Linked DNA regions of Sus scrofa: region 2 is linked to region 1. The links are chromatin contacts, called in public Hi-C maps. All regions are on one chromosome and are shown on one strand. The core of a region is the stretch at or near the end of the contact, and the rest is flanking DNA. Distances in the headings are between cores, read along the strand shown.

The links. A called contact is a pair of places that touch in the nucleus more often than the background predicts.
Region 2: a contact with region 1 is called in a Hi-C map of liver, with 1.4 times the contacts expected there. The contact joins two enhancer-like sites. A contact is called at or near these places in 1 of 5 promoter capture datasets (liver), 15 of 47 Hi-C or Micro-C datasets (adipose tissue, alveolar macrophages, brain and 10 more) and 1 of 2 datasets of contacts at active chromatin or transcription factors (skeletal muscle).

Annotation. Positions count from the first base shown.
Region 1 is chr10:59,373,075-59,378,511 of Sscrofa11.1, reverse strand. All of the region lies in intron 1 of CAMK1D (calcium/calmodulin dependent protein kinase ID), which reads left to right. Among named protein-coding and RNA genes, the nearest start is that of CAMK1D, 79 kb to the left of the region's middle. Within about 2 kb of position 3,056, at least 24 of the 83 cell types and tissues checked have an H3K27ac peak or open chromatin away from gene starts, as enhancers often do. A contact at or near this core is called in liver, where this site is marked.
Region 2 is chr10:59,690,716-59,695,900 of Sscrofa11.1, reverse strand. All of the region lies in intron 2 of LOC110255617 (a long non-coding RNA gene), which reads left to right. Among named protein-coding and RNA genes, the nearest start is that of NUDT5, 72 kb to the left of the region's middle. Within about 2 kb of position 1,835, at least 6 of the 83 cell types and tissues checked have an H3K27ac peak or open chromatin away from gene starts, as enhancers often do. A contact at or near this core is called in liver, where this site is marked.

The DNA of each region.
Region 1 (5,437 bases), core at 1,807-4,306:
CATGGCTCAGTGGGAACAAATGTGACTAGGATCCAGGAGGATACAGGTTTGATCTCTGTCCTCACTCAGTGGGTTGAGGATCTGGTGTTGCCGTGAGCTGTGGTGTTGGTAGCAGATGTGGCTCGGATCTTGCCTTGCTGTGGCTGTGGTGTAGGCTGGCAGCTGTAGCCCCGATTCAATCCCTAGCCTGGGAATCTCCATATGCTATGGGTGCAGCCCTAAAAAGACCAAAAAAGAAAAAAGAAAGAAAAGAAATGTCATCAGCCCAGGGTCCTGCTCATAGGAAGCTCTAAGTGAATGATACTTATTACAAAAGATATGGAAGGGAACAAGGGAAAAAAATAATCCAACTGAATTGTGGGAAATTATGACTTTAAAACTTTAAAAATGCTTTGTCCTGTGTCATGCTGGATTCTTTTGCTTTAGAAACATATAGCAGTTGCCCTTAAAAATGTTCTTTCTATAGGGCAGTGCTCAGTAGAAAATCCGTCTTTGTAAAAATGTACACACATCTTTATATACATGAATATGTACATATATGAGAGGGAGGGAGACTTTTCTTTGGAGCAGGTTCTGCCCTCCGCAAGCAGTTGCATCCAGAAGCTGAGCAGAGGGAGCCCCTGGTTTGCTGGATTCCATTCTGGCCCCGTGCCCTGCCCATGGGGAGAGGCATCTGCAAAGTCAAGGACACATGGCCAAGGAAATGTTCCCACCCAGCGTGTGTAACCTCCACTTTGACCCCAGGAAGCCTGCCCGTTATACCACCATGAAAACAACCCCTAAATCCAAAGTTTAGACCTAGGAGGAGATCCCCCAAGTCCAAAATCTCAGACCTCCAAGGAGGTAGGACATATTTTATTTTGACGTTTATCATTTTGATTTATCACTTCACTTGTGCAGAAGTGCTTTCTTTGTAGAATGTGAAGAAATTGTCCTCAGGGACACCCTGTCATCGTAACCGAATGAGCACGGGCGGGCTAGTCGCTTAATTTTTCCATCTGTAAGTGGGGGCCTGGCTAGAGCATTGGGGCCCCAATTTGGCTACTTACCACAATTGCCAGAAACTTGAAATGATACACCTAGTCCCCAGGTTCTGCGGGCCTAGCAACAGTGTCTTAGCGGGACTGGGTGAGAGCTGGCCATGTATGTGCTTTGTAATATTCAGGAGTCTTGATGACCCTACTGCTCCCAGAGGCAGACGCCAGAGGTGATCTGTTTATTTAATCTCCACTGCAGAGTAGCGTCCTGTGTATCTGGGGGAGAGGGGCTAGTGTCCACTGGGAGACCCTGTGCCTACGTTGCAAGTTTGAGTTCACAGTAAACAGAGAAGCAGCCATGAGGTCCAGCGCCTTGGCTTTTGTTCTGTGTCGTTACTAGGTACTATGTTTGAAAAACAAGAAGAGGAGTTCCCGTCATGGCACAGTGGTTAACAAATCTGACTAGGAACCAAGGGGTTGCAGGTTCGATCCCTGGCCTTGCTCCGTGGGTTAAGGATCCAGCGTTGCCATGAGCTGTGGTGTAGGTTGCAGATGCGGCTTGGATCCCATGTTGTTGTGGCTGTGGTGTAGGCTGGCAGCTACAGCTCTGATTCGACCCCTAACCTGGGAACCTCCACATGCCACAGGAGCAGAAAGACAAAAAAAAAAAAGGAAAAGAAAAGAAAAACAAGAAGAAAAAAAGAGCAAATCAATATGTCTCTAAAAGGAAAGAGAAGCTCGCCTGAGCTGTGACCGGAGGCTGGGTGTGGGAGCCCATGGAAACTTGAGATGGATCTCTGTGTCATCAGAAATCCATCAAGTAGCTGGCACTCTCTCTGTTCAAGGGTTGGTGCTTGACGAAGAGGCAAAGGCCTTCCAATAGCTCCAGTGTATTTTCTGAAGACAACAAGAAACAGTCCCTCGACGGTCGGTACCCCAATTCTGGAGATGCAGGAAGAGTCTGAAGAGCAGAACCCCAGATCCTGACAGATAGCGTGTTCTGGGTTTCACAGTTCTCTGTCCTTTTAGAGGAAAAAGCTATTGGCGAAAAGTCATGAACTTGACATTTTGCAGGATTCCAGCCTTTCCATCTCTACCTATTAAGAGCTCTGGAGTTAGCCTTGGTCCCCGAGGAAAGCTAGATATTTACACTGTGTTCCCATTGACTTGTTCTCCTTGTTCATGACGAAAGCGAAAAGTGCATAGAACTTTCCACTTGGAAAATGAAAAGTGGAGGAAGGTGAAGTTGCATGTTTGAAGTTACTTCCCGTCAGTAGGAGAGATCCAGGCTTAGGCCTGCAGGCATGGTTTATGAGGAGCTGCTTCAGAGTCCCCTGGTGGCACAGTGGGTTGGGGATCCGGCATGGTCACTGTTGTGGCTTAGGGTACAGCTGTGGCACAGGTTTGATTCCCAGCCCTGGAACTTTCAGATTCTGTGGGCGTGGCCAAAAATGCATATGTATAAGGAGCTATGTCACATGACTTAAGTAATTAATGTATTTGTTTTGGCATTGCTCTCTTTTTTTGTAAAATTGAGGTATTGTTGGTTTACAATATATAAGTTTCAGGTATACATAGTGATTCATAATTTTTAAGGGTTATACTCCATTTATAGTTGTTATAAAACATGGGCTATATTTAAATATCCCTGCAAAACAAAACATTGCTTGTACTTCTTCCAGAGCTGGAGTTGGACACTTGCATACCACGTCCTGTTTCCTTTAGCATAAAATCCATTCTGTTGGCGTTCCTGTCATGGCTCAGCCATTAGCAAACCCAACTAGCATCCACGAGGACGTGAGTTCAATCCCTGGCCTCCCTCAGTGGGTTAAGGATGTGGTGTTGCCAAGCGCTGTGGTGTAGATTACAGACATGGCTCAGATACAGCGCTGCTATGGCTGTGGTGTAGCTGGTGGCTACAGCTCCGATTGGACCCCTAGCCTGGGAACCTCCCTATGCCACAGGTGTGGCCCTAAAAATACAAAAAGACCAAAAAAAAAATCCACTCGTTGAACTTGGCAAACAAGCCTCCGCTCACATGCCCCAGTCTACCTCATTGATTTTTCTTCGTCACACCCATCTGCCTGAGCACTCTGTCCCAACACGGTCCACCTCACTCTTCTGTGTCCTTACTAATGCTCTTCCCTCTCTGGATAATTCTTTTCCTTGTCTTTCTGTGCCTGGCAAACTTGCCAACATCTGGAGCACGTGTCAACTCCCCGGGCTGCAGTCCCGCCGAGTGCCTGGGCAGAGTGAGACCTTGGAGCAGAGGCAGGCTGTGTTTCTGTCGCCTGAGTCCGGCTCCCGGGCAGGAGGTTGGTCCTGCCGTACCCTGATGTTTACATACACATCTGTTTTCCCCTACTGGCCAGGGAGCCACTTGGTTTCAGGGACTCTGTTTTATTTATTTATCTTCCTGTCCCCCCTGCTTGGCCTCAAGTCCAGCACTGCTGGAAACTCTCGATGTTTGATGAAGTCTAGGTCTGTGAGTTTCATGCAAGTGTCCTGTTAATGATCGTGTGCCGTGATGCTCCTCCCAAGGCTCTTGCATGCAGTCAACTTGGAGAAACAGTGACGTTGACAGTAAGAGGTCCACCCCCCCACCCCCACCCCGCGTCCCCACCTGCAGTGCAGTCTCCTGCTGCGTTCATCGTGACATCTGAGAGGCTGTCTTGTTAAGACCAGCTGCTCTGTGTCTGTTCATCATCAAACCACATGAGACCTTCAGAAGCTTAGTTTGCCACCAGCCCCATCCCTAAACCCCATCCCCCCACACACCAAGAAAAAAGAGGAATGAGGCAAAACGACCAGATGGTGCAGCTGACTCCACACCCTTGTGAGATTCTGAACTGCCGGGCTTTGTTCCCACGGTAGACATTGCTTCTTCCTAAGGCTCCCGAGTTAACCAGCGTCCGTCCACACTGGGGCTGTGGCTGCCTTCTGATTTTGCATCACAAGATGAGACATCGCCCTGACTCAGTTCGCGAGTGCTTCGCTGGAGGCACCCCGCCTTGTGCCTCCCTCCACCCGGGGCCCTTCTTCTTTCTGCTTCTTTACCCTGCACACATTCTTGGCAGCTTTTCCCTGAGAGAAATCATTCTGCCAGGCTCTCTGCCTGCAAGAGTGTATTCCAGAGCGCTGGCTGCCCCCAGCCTCTAGTGAAATAGCAACTCCAACCCTGGGGACCTAGTGCTGTGTGTGTGACTTTAGCTGGGGCTTCAGGAGAATGACTCCCAAATGTGTGTGTATGTGTGTGTGTGTGTGTGTGTGTGTGTGTGGTGTGTACTTATATGTATATGCATGCTGCGTGTTTATCTGTGTGTGTACATGTATGTGGGTGTATGTGTACATATGAGCATGTCTCCTCACCCCTCCCTGTCTCTCTTGTTGCATTCTTGGCTTCTTCCTGGTCTTAACATAACTTTTTAAAAATTCTAAAGATGCCAAAGATTCGGGAAGAAGAACCTCGTTAGCATCTTGAGGAATAACTTTCTGAGGACAGGTCTTTGCATCTGAAAATATATTCATAATATGTTCAGTCTTCTCAGGTAGAATAAGGAAGAAACTTTGTGATTCACTTTTGTATTATTTAGTGCATTAGTTGCCTTTTTCCCTTTTTTTCTGTTTTCTTCTTTTTTTTTAGTGGCAGAACCTTTTTAAAAAAGTAAATTCTTTTTTTTTTTTATTTTCCCACTGTACAGCAAGGGGGTCAGGTTATCCTTACATGTATACATTGCAGTTACAGTTTAAAAAAGTAAATTCTTATACATATAGAGCCCCAATCTACACACAGGTGAGAAATGTAATATTTTATCAGCATGAGTGTGTAAGTCCCATTTTAGAACTTTGATTTATGACAGGTGCTGTCCAGGGGACACAAGTGAACACACTGACAGTTTCTACTGCTTTCTGCATTTGGTATCTATTACAGTTGGGTCTATGAAAGTTGTATTTCATGATGGTTTTTAAAATATTTGTTGAGAACCTGGTGGATTTGGGGGGAAGCCAGGTTGGAACGCACGGGTCCAAAGTGACCTCAGTGAAGTCTGGCCATGAGACTGAGATGCTTGGGGAGAAAAAAAAAAAATCTCCATGCCTTTCCTCTGAAAAGGGCGGTCACCTAAAATGCCCCCGCCGGGCTGTATATGACCTCAGCCTGGCCTGCGCTCCTTCGCCGTTGGCTGGCAGACCGTGGCCACCGCCTGGGCACATCAGCTGCTCTGCCACCCTCCCCTCCCTGCTTACCCTGTGTAATTGTTGGGGGCAATCCAGGTGGCCGCGCTTCTTCCAGCCCCTTATCCCACGCGGCACAATTGCTTCCTTGATTCCCCTTTAAACTCAGAATGGAAAGCTGGGTGAGTAGCAATTCATCTATGAGCACCATCTGTGAATAGTGTCGTTCCTGAGAATTTGCTCATAGCCGGTGCCCCTCCCTGGGTTATCATAATCTTTTATTAGCA
Region 2 (5,185 bases), core at 586-3,085, 320 kb before region 1:
CTCAAGCCATTAATTTCCTTGCAGGTTGTTTGAAATCAATCCATCAGTGATCTTATCTGGAAAGATCCCTTTATCTTTGAAATCATTTGAAAATGAGATAGTACAACTTAATCTAGAGCCTGACCTCTGGAGGAAGGTTTTTTTTTTTTTTTTTTTTCTTTCCCTCAAATAAAGGTAATTGTCAGTAGAAAAATAATCTTCTATGAAAAAAATCAAACTTCGCCCTCAAAATTTTTCCTGGGTTTTTATTTATTTTTAAAACTCTATTTTTTGATTGAAGTATAGTTGATCTACAATGTTTTATTCGTTTCAGGTGTATAGCAACGTGATTCAGTTGTATGTATATGTGTGTGTGTGTGTAAATTTTTTTTTCAGATTCTTTTCCATTATAGGTTATTATAAGATACTGAATCTGGTTCCCTGTGCTATGCAGCAGGTCCTTGCTGTTTATTTATTTCACATACAGTTTTGTGTACCTGTTTCCTAGACTTTATTTTTTGTCTTTTAGGGCCGCACCTGCAGCATATGGAGGTTCCCAGGCTAGGGGGTGAATTGAAGTTGTAGCTGCCAGCCTAGGCCACAGCCATAGCAGTGCCAGATCTGAGCCGCATCTGCGACCTACGCCACAGCTCACGGCAAAACCAGATCCTTAACCCACTGAGCGAGGCCAGGGATTGAACCTGTGTCCTCATGGATGCTAGTCAGATTCATTTCTGCTGAGCCACAACGGGAACTCCTATTTCCTAGGCTTCATAATGATTGATTTGGGGGAGAGGAAATCTCAATCAGTATTTATGCACTCTGACCTCCAACAGGAAATGTATCGAGAACTTTTTTTTTTTTTTATGAGAGCAGTAGAAGCTCGAGCTGTTCTTAAGCTAGTCAAAAATAGTCTAAATATGGCACTTCACAAAATCAAGTGGAAAAAAACGGGCCTCCTCTTTCTTTCAAGTTGCTGAAGGGATTCACCACAAGGTGGCATCAGGCAAGTGCTGGTTAGTACATAAAATGCTTCCCCCTGTGGGCGGGCGCCTCTTGGGGAGGTCCCCATACTTCAGAGCTGTGGCAGTGGAACATTTGAGGATGCTGTTTCTACAGAGGCACGTGTCTGTCTTGCTGCGTGAGTTCTTCGCGACTCAGGTCTTCTTCGTGTGTTCTTTGTTCCACAAGCTTTTCTGGTTCCTTGTTCTTGCCGCGATACCAAGGCCACAGCTACTCAGGCAGTTTGAAGAGAAGGTGGCTGAATCGGGTGGGTCTTTGACGGTATTGAAGTTTTCCCTTTAGCTCCTGATGGAAAGGCCTGCGAAGTTATGTTCCGGCTCCTTTCGCTATCCTGTTTTGTCGTTGCGGATTTGCGTAAACACAAAACACTGGGCGTCCTTAATGTGTCTGCAGAAGATCGGCAGCTGCGGCTCTGGAAACGCGGGCAGCCTGTGTATTCTTATTGCTGAGAATGTAAGGGCAAGTCCCAGCTCCCAGGCTGCGGGACAGCCATTCCCTCCACGCACGAAAGCAAGCCTCACGTCTCCTCCACTGGATGTTCCAATCCTGGATAACTGGGTGATTGGAAAATTAAAGGGGTCCCACCTTCACGTGCTTCTGAACACTTGGAAAGACAGTCACAGGAAAGAATGTAGCCTTTTTATATGTGTGCAGGGCGTGTGTCCTTGCAGTTCAATAGAACTTTAACTAGTACTGCCCTGTTGCCACGTAGCCAGGTAAATATTTGCAAAGTGCCTACTGCCTCTCTGGATTTGGGGCATGTGTCTGCTGGGTATGAGACAACCTCTGTGGGGGAAGTGAGCCTCCCCAGCCTTATCTGCCTCTTACGGCAGAGTTCACCAGATATGACACAACCTCCAGAAGGACAGTTCTTATCTCTTCTCTCAACTGGCACAGGGGCATTCTAGTGGCCAAGGCCAATGGGTCCTTTGCAGGAACTCTGGAGACAGGAGGTAGGTCCAGAGGTACCTCTTCTGAATATACACTCTTGGAGTTGTAGTATATCCTCAGGCTTATGTGCCGAAGCCTTTGCGGGGTAGACCAGTTAGCCCGTATGACATCGGTCAGGAAGAGACACTGGCTGTGGACAAGTAATGAGATGGGAAATCATATTTTTCAGAGCTCTTCTGAGGCAGGATATTCTAAGAGGTAGGATGTAACACTGGGATAGGTGGTTTAAGGAGAAGTTAAGACCCCTACTTTGACCCCACCCCACTCCAGAGGTCACGCTAGAGTAACAACAGCCAGCTGCCTAACTGCCTTCCAAGTAAAGAACGAGTTTGCTGAGTGGGGTGCACAGTGTGGGGCCTGAGCTAAAGTTTCAGGGACAGAAGAGAAGTGTCTCTGTCTCCCCGCTACCCTTCAACCAACAGGCTCTCGTAATCATTGGACAAATCCCTAAAGACTGGATTGAATGGTGTCCCCAGGTGTAAGCGTGTTAGAGCACCAAGGGTCTGTACCTGCCCAGGTGGGAGAAGGTCACTGGGAAGCGCCTCGAACAGAAGCATAAGAAGAGGTTCATGTCAACGTGTTATCATTCCAGGGTCCACTGGGCAAGGACCTCAGCTTTTCACACCTGTTTTCTCTTCTCCCCGCCAACCCCAAGTACCTCGGGACAATAGTGAGAGCGATAGATCCCAAATTTTTAAGAACTATCTGGTTTTAAATGTTCTATCCATTCTGTTCAGGTAAGGATATTTTAACTCGACACTCCAGTCTTACATAGGGACTTAGGGCTCTGAAAATGAGCCATCACAGAAAGATTCCAGAACTTTGAACTCAGTTCGGGAGGAAACCCCTTCAAGGTGATCAGAGGCGGACCCCTTGGAAAACTGCCAGGCCAGGGGCTGGATATGGCTCGTGTCAATCCCAGTGGGACACTTTTGTGGATGCTCAAGTGAATTAGTCACTGAGGAGAACGATGAGATGGATCGAAGACCAGGCTCAAGGGAGGTACGTGTTTTTAGAGAGCTTTGAGTTATCCAAGAAGGGCCCTCTCACAAAGTGAGTGGATCTATGGAAACAGAAATTCAGTCTTTTGGTTGTAGAATTTTTCTGCTTGACAGAATTTTCTCTGAATTGTCCAGCCTCATGGCATGTATTCTGGGCCATATTTAGCTGTCCCTCTTTCTTCTGTACCATTTCTTTCCCTTTCTTAAATGCCTCTTTTCTTTTGCCAAAGGAGTTTCTGAGGGATCCCTTCATGCTGGGGACACAGGCAATAAGCCTTCTGAGTTCTTACACACGTGGCCAAGAGTGGCTCTTGTCCGTTTCCACCTGACTGATGATTTAAGTGGGTAGAGAACGCCAAGTTCAAAGCCATTTCCCATAAATGTTTTGAACACATTGCTTTGTTGTCTTCTAGTATAATTATTTGAAGTTTAAAAATTTAAAGAAGAATCTTCTTTCAGGCCATGTCCTTCAGCCATCAAGTCTCTCCACCCCTATTAACTTCTGCTTCTTAGGCAAAAGCATTTCCTCCTTACCAGGGTGGGGTCAGAAGTCTTGGGCAGAACTCCCTCTGAGACTGTGTGTTTGTCTCAAGAGGATCAAACACTTAGACTCAGTGTGACAAGCTATTTGTTATTAGTGCCAGAGCTGGAAGTGGGCCTTTTATGGAATTTGTGATTCATCATCCAAGAGCCTAAAAAATTAATTCGTTCCGGTTGGGCCCTGATTGTGTGGGCTGAACATCAGCTCGACGGCTCAAATCTAGCACGTTGACACCATTTTACCTGCCCTGGGAACTGCCTATTTCTGACCGGTGTCGGGGTGCAGAACACCTGGTTGGTGAATTGTCTACCCCCCCCCCCCCCTGTCTAAAAAGCTTTCTGCCATTTTGCTGAGTCACAAGAGACAGCCAGGACACCTCAATGCCAGTACCAGGGACAGGAGTAACTCACGTTCTTAGCAAGAGGTGAGAGCTGCTGACAATTCCCTCCGCATCATTGATGAATTATGAAATAACCCAAGAGAGAGGCTGCTAACCGCCAGAGCGGACCGTAAGTGGGACAGACAGCCTTGGGAATCCGTGAGCTCCTCCTAAGAGTTATTCTGAGTGGAGCTATTATAAGTCAGATCTAAGAACCCCCTGGATGGTTCGAATGCATGGCTTTGAAGTCCTTTTCAACCGTGAGAATGTGTCTACAGTGCTTAGTATAATGCCTGGCACACAGCAGATGTTCAATAAATTGTAAATGTTTGTGCGGGAGTTCCCATTGTGGCTCAGCAGATTAAGAACCCAACATAGTATCCATGAGATTGCAGGTTCGATCCCTGGCCTCGCTCAGTGGGTTAGGGATCTGGCCTTGCTGCAGCTGCGGCATAGGTTGCAGACGCAGCTCGGGTCTGGCGTTGTTGTGGCTGTGGTATAGGTCTCAGCTGCAGCTCCAATTCGACCCCTCGCCTGGAAACCTCCATATGCCTCAGGCGTAGTCCTTAAAAAAAGAAAAAAAATGCTTGTGCACTGCGCTATGCCTCAGCGGCCAAGATCAGGGGCTCCCCAGGATTCCGTGGCTGTTTTGATCTATAGTAAGCAGGTTAGCCTTTGCAACTACCATGAGCTATGAATATTGAAACATTAATAAAAGAGTCTCGTTCTCAAACAGTGGCTGAGTTTGAACTGGGGACTTGGTTTTGGTCCCAAGCACTTGACTGCCTCGTGTCATTTATGGCTCTGCCACAAACTTGGTCTTGTGTAGACAGCAGCGGCTCACCAGGCACCAAGCCATTAGAGAGCAAAGCCCTCCTTAATCATCTGGATTAGGGCTTTTGAATAGCAGGAGGGAGGCTTCCAGGCCTCACTTGGCCTGGAAAATACAGCTTTTCTTGCCCATGGAGGTTGAGAAGAGATGCTATTTTTTTTGTGTACCTGCTTGTGCTGTGTGATGAGGGACAGACGCTGTGAGGGTGGGGACAATAGAGTCTTGGGATGCTGCCCATCCATTCAGTGAGGAAGCTGGAAGGGATGGAGGCGTCCAGATGGGATCCGGAGAGGCCGCCTGAACGCATAACAAAGTCAACACCAAGATGGCCTGAAGTTCCCTTTGTGGCTCAGGGGGTTAAGCACCTGACATTGTGTCCGGGAGAATGTGTGTTTGATCCCTGGCCTTGCTCAGTGGGTTAAGGATCTGCTGTTGCCACAAGCTGTGGTGTAGGTCGCAGATGCAGCTCTGCTTCACCC